Linked DNA regions of Sus scrofa: all the other regions are linked to region 2. The links are chromatin contacts, called in public Hi-C maps. All regions are on one chromosome and are shown on one strand. Each heading gives the region's core, a stretch centred on a gene start, on an enhancer-like site or on the middle of the called end of the contact. The rest is flanking DNA. Distances are from core to core; before and after follow the strand shown.

Region 1 (3,937 bases), core at 286-2,785, 200 kb before region 2:
ATGTACTCGCAGCAGCACAGGGGCTCCAATTCAGGTTCTTCCGCTTTGTTTTTCTTCACCGGCTTCATGGTGCCCTTGTGTGTCATGATTTACACCTGTCACCATGAGGCATAAGAAGCCCTCAGAAGGTAAAGGTGGAAAGAACACAACTCACATCTTGTAAACATATCCACGCCTGCCTCTGATTAACCGCCAACGCCTGAGAAATCAAAAATGAAAAGAAAGAGGGGGAGGAGGGTTCCCTTTTCATAAGCTTTTCTGGCTCGGCTTAGCCAGAATGAGCTCTAGGGTTCCAGGGGCTCCTAGCCGCCTTCACCGCCGGGTCCCCAGCCAGGGCAGGCGCCGCCTGGCCACCAGCCGTTCCCATGGCGACAGCCGACTACGCGGCCCGGGACAGCCGGGGCGCGGGTGGCTCCGCTCACCTGCGGGTGCGGGCTGGGAGGGCCAAGCGGTCCCCGCCCGAAACCTGGGCTTGGTAAGGAAATACCCTCAGGTGTACCCGTTGGGGCTGGCCGACGCCTACGACTACTGGGGCCAGCGACCCAGCTCTGGAGGAGCCACTGAGCGCCCGGGCAGCGCTCGGAGTAGCCGTCCACTCCCGCTTCCCCGCCGAGAGCTGGGCGCGCCTCTCCCGCCCCCGCCAATCGTGGGCGGGCCAGGAACGCCGCCCCGCCCGGAGAATGACCTTGGGAGGGAAGTTACCTGCGCTCCGGGGCTGAGGTGCAGCTGCAGCCAAAGAGGCCGAGGCGGAGAGGAAAAAGGTCGGCTCCTCCGCAGGCGCGGACCCGCTTCCTGACCTCTGCTCCACGGGGTTCCCGGCGTAAAGGCTGGAGTCTCGGGGACTCCGGCTCCCGTCTCCGCCGCACCCTCTCCGCCGCCGCCCACCTGTGACCAAAGCCGGCAGCTGCCAGAGCTGTGCGCGCGACTCCTCGTGGCGTCCCCGCCGTCCCCCCGGCTAGCCCGGCTCGGTGCTGCAAGTCCGCGCGCTTCCGGGTGCCCCGCCCCCGGCGCCGGGGATCCCCGCCCGCGCGCACGTGCGGAGCCCCCCGGCGAGGCCCCTCCCCCGGCCCTGCAGCCTGGAGGAGCTGAGGAGGGAAGGACGGGTTCAGTAAGCGGGTCCCGGGGGCTGGGCGCCGGGCTGGCCCGCACCTCCGCCCCGCCCCGCCCCCGACGCAACTCCCCGACCCCGCCCGGCTTCGTGGTGCCTGCGGGCGGCGCGTGGGCGGGGCAGCCTCCCAAGCTTTGGGGTCCGGAGACGCCAGGACGGAAATACGAGAAACCTGGAATCCGAAGGCTTTCCTAAGTACGTGAGACCCGTGGGTTAGCCGGTCTCCCTTCAGGCGCTAGCAACAGGCGTCGGGGGAGATCTCCACCGCAAAATGTTACTGACGTACCGCCCCCAAATTCGCTAACCTTCTCTTAAAGGCCCATCACTTACCCTGATCTGTTAATTATCCAACTTGTTCATTTATTTTAGTGATTAGACCAGCAGGCCTGTCTAGTACTTTTGTTCCAGCCGGCTGAGTTTAAAATGAAACTGTCCTAAGATGACAGTGCTCCTTGGGTTTTATTTTCGAACAAAAATTTTTAAAAGAGTGTAGGCCCATGTATATGTTTTCACCAAAATAGCTTTCTAGTTTGGGGAAGGTGTAATAGAAAAAGAAGAAAAACAACTCAAGAGATTTTGGATTTTACTGATACTCAATTTGCAAAGGCTCAAATACAATTAATTGAACATTTACATTTAGTTGTAAATTATAAGCAACTTACTTTGGTAATTTCCTTTGAGGTATTTTATGAAGCACAAGTTCTAAAGAAAACATCACAAAAATATTCAGTTTGTCACTGATCATTTTTGTGAATTTAACAGAGAACAAGTTTTCAAGTTTACAATCCAGTCACTCTTACTCACAGCCACACTTCATAAATCCTTATCAAAAACCCTCCAGGTAGGTACACTGGTTAAATGGTTAACTGGGATTCACCCAGAGAATTGAGTCAATAAAACTTCATTCTCTACAGGCATCTCAAGAATGACTTCAACAATCTCATGTGGCTTGGGTGACTCCGGGCAAAAAAAGAAACATTTAACTAAGGACAATTGTTATTTAAACAGTAAGAATATATACAAATTATTCCGCACTGTCCTCTTCTTATTTCAGAGACATCATCTGTATTGAGACACATATGCCTAAAAACTTTTTATGAAAGAGCCAAAGCTAGAACCTTACAATGTGGCAGTGCACTTGTATTGGGAGGTAATGCTCCCAGAGTCTATTAAAGAGCTAAAGTTTGTGTCTGGCTTGAAACTTATTAAAGGCACACACGTGAATGAATAAATGAAGCTATATGTGGCTACTAAAAAGTGATCCACAGATGATTTTCAACCAGATGGCTCATTCCACCATGAAAGTTTGCTAAGCTAAAGCCAAGCTTAGTTCAAGTATTCATTTGATCTGTCACTAAATGCCCAGATTTTAACATAATCTTCTAGTTTTTAAAGCTCAGAGCATGGTTCTTGGTTTTGAGAGTAGCCTACTTGTTTCCTTTTCCAAAGTTGACTCTTCTGACATTTGATGTATGAAGGAGCGAGGTAATCTCACCTCTGATAGCTTGAAGAAGAAACACCTATTTCTTTCATAAAATGCAACATTCAAATAAGAATCATCAACATGCAAAAAGGCTTGACTATTGAGTTTGCATGCTCAAGAAATGAAAACATTATAATATTTACAGTACACAACCCTATAAATGTTATAATATATTCCTGAAAACTGATCCTTCAAAGTTAGTAATGATTTTGAGGTTTCTTTTTATATTGTCTTCTTTATCCTCTTGAATGTATCTCACCTGTGAAAGCAGCCTATTGGATGCATACCAATTCTGTGCTAACAGATGAAGCACCAAACTTCAAACCTCACTGTGAAAACGAGGCCATACCACTCAGTTCAGAATGTCTCATTTTCTTTTTGTATCACAGAAATTCAAATCCACAATGTATTTCATGCTTCACTGGAGAAATTCACAGCTTAGAATTATGTATAGGAAATGAAAGGATAGATTCTTAAGGCCATTGGAGACTAATTCTCAAATAGGCGTTATTAAAAAGAATGTTTATATTACAAGTATGAATAATAAGAAAACGTGGAAATGTTCCTATGATAATTCAAAACCTTCATCCTCTGGTTTACTTCAAGATGTTTTCTTTTGGTTCCAAGTACCTCTACAATTTCCATCTTTAAGATCACTAGCTTTCGACAGCCATGTTGGTCTTGTTCTTATTTAGTAGATCAAAGGTTCTCTGAAGCATAATGAGTGAGTTCTTCAACTGCAAAGAAAATTTTTCAAAATCAAATTGTTTCAATTTTTCTGATTATTTGTATGCCAAAAGTTTGCACTCAATAAAATTCTGTTAATACTGATGCCCAAATAAAAGACTGGGGTTCCCGTCGTGGCTCAGTGGAAACGAATCTGACTAGTATCCATGAGGATGCAGGTTCAATCCCTGGCCTTGCTCAGTGGGTTAAGGATCTGGCATTGCCATGAGCTGTGGTGTAGGTTGTATCTGGCGTGGCTGTGGCCAGCGGCTACAGCTCCAATTCAACCCTGAGCCTGGGAACCTCCATATGCGAAGATTGACCATAACATATGGTCATATGTGGTTCTTAGGGTATCTGTCAGCGTGATTGCTAGAATTCTTTCCATCTGTGGCAGTGCTGCACTGCCTCCTATAACATACAGGTGTGTATTCTACCTCCCATTAAGTCCATTCATCAAATGATCCCAAGTGAAGGGCTTGTTTTCTTAAATGGTTTCTGAAGATGCTGTGGTCTCCCCACAATTCCTTAAACAAGGCAAGTTCCACTTCCAGGCCTTTGCTTGCTATTATGCTCATGTTGGTCTTCACCTATCTAAAATGTACCTGTCCCCATTGTTT
Region 2 (3,451 bases), core at 261-2,760:
CCCTTTCTGCACTGTAACATCAGAGAAGAGAAAGGTAAAAGGCCACCTTTTACCTTTCCAGACCCATTCAACGCTTGCAAACATCTTTAAAACAACCCTTGCAGGGATGTCAGATAAAAACTCAATTACAGAGAATGCACATTTGGAAGCAAGCTTTACAGTGACTCCGCAATGAGGGCCACATTGGTGACATTCTCTCCCAAGCCTGTCTCGCAGGAGACGCCTCTGCCTCCAGGGTTTGTCCTACCTCCCGCTCCCCAGCCTAGGGCTGAATGTAAAGACCATGCAAGGCCTCTGCCAAAGAATGGGTTTTGGGGATTCAGACCTGGAGACTACTGCAGACACCGAGGAATGCCTGAACCAATCCCAATACCCGAAGCCCCGAAGAGTCCGAATGGGTAACCACAATGGCCGCACTCACCCCCAACCGTGGGAAAGGTGGACGTCCCAACCCCTAGGTTGCAGGGGCGACCACAGTGGGGGAGCAAGGGTCAAGATAACTGGAGAAATAAGCTCCTCGCCAATGCAGGATGACAGCGAGGAGGAAGCCCTGAAAAGGAGAAGCCACCATGCACACGCTGCTTTCTCTTCCTCCTCCCACTCCTTCTAGCCCCACCAGCCGCCGGTTACCGGTCGCCGCTCACCTGCCCGGGCGCGAGGTGCAAAAAGTGTACCGACACCGACCGACCCAGAGGCTCTGTCACTGTGGGAGGGGAAGTCTTCAGCTGCAGAGAAGGGGGCGGGCCTAGAGTCACGTGACCTCGAGCTCCGCCCAGTCCTCCCTAGCCAGGCTCACTGCATCTCGTGGGCCTGTATTTTTTCGGATCGTTTGAACAGTAATTTTCTTGCCATTAGATGTTAGGGAAAAACGAAAGTGTTCACAAAGATTATGTTTGTAAAGTACAACGGAGAAGACGTGGGTGGAACGGGTTAAAGTGCATTGCTAAGGAAGTGACGTTCACCGCCGAGGTCTAAGGACCGGAAATGGCGATGGAGTTCCGTTCTCCTGGGGCCCGCAGGTAGAATCACAGGCTTGAGGGTTTGGGGTAGTCACGTGACATGAAAACTTGAAACATGCTGGACGCAAGCCAAGTTATCCAGCCAATTATCAATTACAATTATTTGTCTTAAAAGCACCTCATCTAAGTATTCCATAAGCTTCTTTACATTAAGAAGAACCAGTTTTATAAAATATTAGGAGACAGGCCCGTCTGAAGTTCATACTGGAGACTATCAACTGGAAAGAACAGAGGAAGAAGACTGATCTATTTGAAGTGGAAGAGGAAAGGGAGGGGTGGAAAAAATCTGGATTTTACCGCCAGGGCCGACCCAGCAAGCCCCACAAGTTGTGTTGCAAGGGACAGGAGGAGAAGGATGACGCCAGAAGGCGGAACCCAGTAAAAGATGGAGGTTCTGAAGTGGAGGGGGAAGGGTACGGAAAGATCTGAAGTGCGCCTGCGCGCGAGACGGCCGACGCGCCGGCGCGCAGAGGGGGCGGGGTGAAAGGTCACAGCGCGGCGGCGAGTCTGGCTGGCGGCGGCGGCAGGAGGGAGGCGACTGCTCCGTGTGCACGTGTGGAGAAGTGGCGGCACCGGCACGGCGGCAGGACGCACCGCCGCCCCCTCTGGAGACGCAGGGCTGCGCTCGAATCTCGCGGCCTCCGTCAACAGCTCAGCTCCCTGCCCTAGGCGAGGAGGTCGGCTTGTGGGGTTGAGTGGCCCGAGCTGAGGGCGCGGAGAGCTCAGGGCGGCGACGACAACGGCGTTGATATCGGTGGTAACAACGGCCTCAGCAGGCGGGGAAGATGAAAGGGTGAGGAAGGGCAGCCAGACAGGGCCCGACCGGCGGGAGAGAGGGGCTGCGAAGGAAGTGAGAGATTCTGGGCCAGGACCTGGCGGAGGGAGGTTTGTGGGATTCTCTGCTCACGGAGGGGGCGGAGGCTCGGCGCGGGCTGTTGGCGGGCTGAAGGGCCAGCAGAAGCAAAACCCGGGGAACCCAGAATTTGGGCCCAGAGGACGAATGTGGGTTAAGTGGAAACCAGATCTTGCTGGGGCAGAGGGGACGAGCTCTTGTGAGGCGCCTGTGGCCTCCTGTCTGGGAGCGGACGGCATAGCCACCCCCGGCCCGCGACTCGAGTGGAGTGGTCTGGTTGTCCTCATCAGATCCAGGCTCCACACTGAGAACTGTGGTCTTTGACATCTTTCGGGCTTATTTGTACTTGGAAGCGATGCAGAAGCTTCTGGAAGGAGAAGGAATTTAAATAAAAAGCATGGAGATGAGTATTAAAAGCTAGTGACTCAACTGGATTTGGGTTGGGTCAGAGCGAGTGGAGGAGGGGGAGAGCGCGAGCACTGTAGACTTGGGGTGCCAGAATGTTCAAGGAAGTATTGTTGATCAGTAGGTGGAGCTATTGCTGCAGGAGTTTACTCTTGCCCCAGTGCCTTGAGGGGGGTCCTTGGAAGCTTTCTTCAGGTGCTTGGCAAAGTTAATATACTTTCACAGTCTCCCTCTTGGATAAAGTAAAGGATGGTTTCTCTTCGACTATTTCTATTTGAATAAGCTGTCACCTTACTCTATTAAATTGCTTATTGTTGAAGTATTCATTACATAACACGGTGTTTTAAAATAGTGACCAAGCTGTTTTGCCTTTACCCTCCTTAGAGAAAGAAATGAAATCTTAGCAATATTAAAACCTTTCTGAGATGCCTGAGTTTTTTCTGTTATAGCAAGTCAGTTAAAGAACTGTGTTTTGGGTTAAGGAACCTTTCAAATTATTCAGCACCCCTTTTGAGGATGAAATAAAAGTCAGCGTTCAGAGTCATACTGTCTAAAACAAGGGTGTAAATATTTCTTCGGTGTATATATGTGTTTGAGGTCGCAGAAGAGGTCCAAGAAAGTTAAATTTGACCCAAGGATTGTAATGTGATTCCTTACTCTGATTTTACTTTAAATATTGTGATGTCGAATTGCATGTTTGGGGTTAAAGTTTAGAAATCATGAAAATTTCACAGTACCTGCATTATTTCTCATCAGGTTCTGAAGTGTTCCAATTAGGATACTGATTGAGAGATATTGGAAGCATGTGCTGCACTTGAATCATGATTTAGAAGTTTGGCTATTTTATGTATGATCCAGTACAACTTGGCGAGATTTTTCCTTTTTTCCCGAGTATAGATACTGTCTGTACCACTCAATACTTATTTGTATTTGTTAAAGTAATAAAAATGAGGTTGAAGAGTTCCTGGTGTTGAACTTGCGCATGGATTTATAAAAGAATGCCTCCAAGGAATTATTCTGAATCAAAAATCTTTGGTCTAGCTCAGTCTACCTAGGATGTAATGCTCTTCCTGATACTAACTTGGCCATAGAAATGAGGTCAAAGAGCAGTATTATTCACGATCTACCTTCAGGTAATATACTCATGAGGCAATTATCTTTTTATTTAAAATGA
Region 3 (3,695 bases), core at 788-3,287, 220 kb after region 2:
CTTTAGGGATTTTAGCATACATTTTTAACTTATCACATTCTACCTTCAAGTAATTTTGTAACACATCAGGAATAATATAGAGCTTTACAATAATATACTTCCTCTGGTCTTTATGTTATTATAGTCATGCATTTTACTTTTACAAATATTATAAACCTCACAATACATTTTTATTATACTTAAGTATTCAGTTATCTTTTAAGAGATTTAAATAATAAGAAAGATAATGTAAACATTTATTCCTGTAGTTACTTCCAGTGCTTTTCAATGTGTAGATCCAGATTTCCATCTGGTATCAGTTCCTTCTGCTTGAAGTACCTGCTTTAACATTTCTCACAGTGGAGGGTCTGCTGATGATAAATTCTATGAGTTAAGTGTGGAAGCATCTTTATTACATCTTCATTTTTTGGGGGGGCTGCACGTGAGGCATATTTGGGGTCAAATTGTTCTGACTTGCAAAGTTTTTAATGAGAGATATGATGTTATTCTTACTTCTGTTCCTCTGTAATGTTTTCTTTCCATGGACACCTTTAAGATTTTTTTTCTTTATCACTAGTTTTCACCAATTTGATTATTATGTACCTTGATGTCATGTTCTCCATGTTTCTTGTGTTTGGATTTTTTTTGCGCTTCTGGAAGGCAGGCTTATGGGTAAAAATGTGATAGCAAGATTGAATTAGTCATGGGAGTTTATGAAAGTCTTCTTCATATTGCTTCATTATTGTCAGTGAAATAGGGAGCAAAGTCACTGGCTAAAACTGAGGACTGAGGAAAAGACGTTGAACATGAGAGAAAGTATAAAGTTGTTATCTAGGAGGGTAGGGTAATTAATGGAGCAGGGAACTTCAATCATCTTTAAAGGGCCACTTAAAATTAGTAATCATGAATATAAAGTCAGCATGATTGAGTGTTTTTCTTCTTCCAGTTTCCACTGCAAGGGTGCAGGAATTTAGTAAATACAATATTGAGACAGCCAGGATTGTGATTTTGCCAAGTTTATAGTAACTCAAGAGAGGGGCAGGGAGTTGAGGATGTATGCAGGGGATGATTATATTGATTGACCATTGAATATAACTACATCAAACTTCCTCAACCAGAATGGAAACTATTAGAAGGCAGTTCCTTGCATCTAGAAGGTGCTGAATATGTATTTGATGATCCATGTATGGGTATATCTTAACGGTAGAAAACCAGGAGTTAAAGGAGGTTGTGTTATTGAGTAAATTAACTGTTTTCCAATGAACTTTTTAAAATTTTTAAGATGAGCTGCACGATTTGCCTGTCTTGGCTTCATCCAATTAGGGCAGCCTTCGTTTTACCAAGTTCCCACTGCTCTCTCAACTCCAGACATACTGGACTTCTTCCATTCCCTTGCACTTTCCACAACCTTTGCATATTTAGCTCTCTCTGCAGGAATTCTCTAGCCTTTCCTCTTGCTTTTCAGCTTTTCTAGTAATTCAAATAGTCCCCTAAGTTTAGTATCTAGTTAGTATGCCCAATTCTTAGCACTTGTCACAGTTTTTTTTTTTTATATTTTTTTAATTTTCCCACTGTACAGCAAGGGGGTCAGGTTATCCTTACATGTATACATTACAATTACATTTTTTCCCCCACCCTGTCTTCTGTTGCGCACAGTTTTAATTTTACATTTGTATTGTTGATAGCTATTTGCTATTATACAATAAGCTCCCTGAGGACAGGGACTTTGCCAGTTTTTAGACCCCACTGGACACAACGTATTTCCTTGTACATTGGTATATGTTAATAAACATTTTTGAATAAATAGAAGTGAAAGCAAGTAAGTGTGATAAATGAAGCTTGGTGTAGAGCTTTCTTTTGGAGAATTCACAAGACCTGGCTAACGCTACATACCTACCCTCCAAATCTTTGCCCAGAACCCTGCACAAGGTGCAGAGTGCCAAGGCAGAATACACAAGAGCCTTTTAATCCCGCAGTGCAAACCAGGCTTCGAGAGGCGCCTGCGCACTAGCCTTGCCGGATATACGCACGGGAATGGGGGCGGGGCTCTGGTAACCTAGGCAACATCCCGGAAGCGGCGGGCTACGTTAACTTGTGGCGGGCCGGGAGATTCTGGAGGCCGAAGTTTTAGTCGTGGTGGAGGCAGCAGTCGGGAAACGGCAAGGCAGGTTGAGAAGACGGGGAGGAGGCCTGCAGCCCACGGCCCCACAGAGTCTTAGGGACCGGGGTTACAGGGCGGGGAACGGTGCCGGCGTCTTTCTTTCTGTTGCCTGCAGACCCAGGCGCCCGAGTTGAGGATCCTTGTTACAGAAAGCGCACCCACGACCCCATGTGTTTTGCGAGTGTCTGTGCGTGTCAGGAAGTGTGTTTGGGTGTGTTTGTGTCTAGAGCGCTCCCTCTAGGAGCATCCTGAGCGTGCGCGTGCGCACCGCTTTCGGTCATTTCTGCACAATCGGGGTGCCCTAATGTAGTTTTCTAGGAATTTCCTGTCTAGCAGAAGAGAAACAAACTCTCCACTGTACTTGGGGATAGGGAGGGTAATTTTAAGTCAATCTGATGGTTAGGAAAGTGTTTATCAGGAGAGACCACTTGAGTGAATTTTGAGGAGTGAGAGTGTGACAAGTGTACCAAGCAGAGCGTAAGGAACGGCAGAACTGTATATGAAGGCTAGAGCTTTGTTCTAGGCTGTGTGGTAGATGTGAGAGGAGAAAAGACTGGAAAGACAGGCCATCCAGGCCACAGGGTGCAGGGAGAGGCTCTGAGTGCTAAACTGGCTTGGATTTTTCTCTGTAGGGGAGACCCAACCATCAAATCAACTTAAATGACCCTCCCTGTCCCCAAGTACCTTGGAGTTTTTTTTCTCTTCTGCTAGACGGGAAATTCCTTGAAACATTAGGGGACCCCAATTACTAGTTCTGAGCCAAGTCAGCAGTGTTGAGAGCTAAACTCTATTCCGTAACTCTGGTAGGATTGATTGAAGTGACAGTGTTTGGAAAGTGGTCTTGTTCCCCTTTGATAAGTTTTCCACTAGCCAGAGTGGGTTTCCTGAATCTGGTCATAACTGGCCTTGCTCAAAAGTGGGGAGCAGGTGGGGAGTTCCCCTTGTGGCTCAGTGCTACTTACCCAACTAGTTCTATTCCTGGCCTCACCCAGTGGGTTAAGGATGGGAGGTTGCCCTTGAGCTGTGGTTTAGGTCACAGATGCAGCTTGAATCCCATGTTGTGGCACAGGCCTAGCCTGGGAACTTCATATGTCCAGGTACAGCCCTTAAAAAAGGAAAAAATCCTTCAGTGGCTTCCTATAGGTCTTTAGGATAGTGTTCAAATTGCTTTGGCTCACTAGGCTAAGATCTTTTTTATTCTCTTTATAGCCTCTTCCCCTCTCAAATCTTTGTTAGTCAAACCTTTGTAAATATCTTTCTGCCCACCTGGAGCATTCTTTCCCCAACTTCTAAGTTTTTTTGTTCTTAGTTTCACTCTTAAGCATTTTTTGGGGAATCAGAGGGAGGAGGTGGCCTTTTCTCACTGTGTAGAGTAAGTTAAGTATTTCTATGGCACTAGATTTATTTCCTATGTTAGCCTTTTACTGCAATTACTTATTTATTTTATATTTTTATTTTTTATTTTATTTTTATTTTTTTGTCTTTTTGCCATCTCTTGGGCCACACCCGAGGCATATGGAGGTTCCTAGGCTAGGGGTCAAATCGGAGCTGTAGC

What was found. A called contact is a pair of places that touch in the nucleus more often than the background predicts.
Region 1: a Hi-C map of liver shows a contact between it and region 2, with 4 times the contacts expected there. The contact joins the promoter of ZDHHC23 here to the promoter of NAA50 in region 2. A contact is called at or near these places in 2 of 5 promoter capture datasets (fetal liver and liver), 4 of 47 Hi-C or Micro-C datasets (alveolar macrophages, heart right ventricle, liver and 1 more) and 1 of 2 datasets of contacts at active chromatin or transcription factors (alveolar macrophages).
Region 3: a contact with region 2 is called in a Hi-C map of skeletal muscle, with 5 times the contacts expected there. The contact joins the promoter of SPICE1 here to the promoter of NAA50 in region 2. A contact is called at or near these places in 2 of 47 Hi-C or Micro-C datasets (both in skeletal muscle) and 2 of 2 datasets of contacts at active chromatin or transcription factors (alveolar macrophages and skeletal muscle).

What each region holds. Positions count from the first base shown.
Region 1 is chr13:145,996,064-146,000,000 of Sscrofa11.1, forward strand. ZDHHC23 (palmitoyltransferase ZDHHC23) reads right to left here and starts at 1,536. Exons shown (of 6, transcript XM_013982434.2): 1 at 1,281-1,536; 2 at 703-885; 3 at 1-199. The coding sequence starts at 86. GRAMD1C (GRAM domain-containing protein 1C) reads right to left here. Exons shown (of 18, transcript XM_003132665.6): 18 at 1,675-3,328. The coding sequence ends at 3,248.
Region 2 is chr13:146,191,708-146,195,158 of Sscrofa11.1, forward strand. It overlaps NAA50 (N(alpha)-acetyltransferase 50, NatE catalytic subunit), which reads left to right and starts at 1,511. Exons shown (of 5, transcript NM_001244807.1): 1 at 1,511-1,812. The coding sequence starts at 1,805.
Region 3 is chr13:146,409,243-146,412,937 of Sscrofa11.1, forward strand. SPICE1 (spindle and centriole-associated protein 1) reads left to right here and starts at 2,038. Exons shown (of 18, transcript XM_021070358.1): 1 at 2,038-2,143.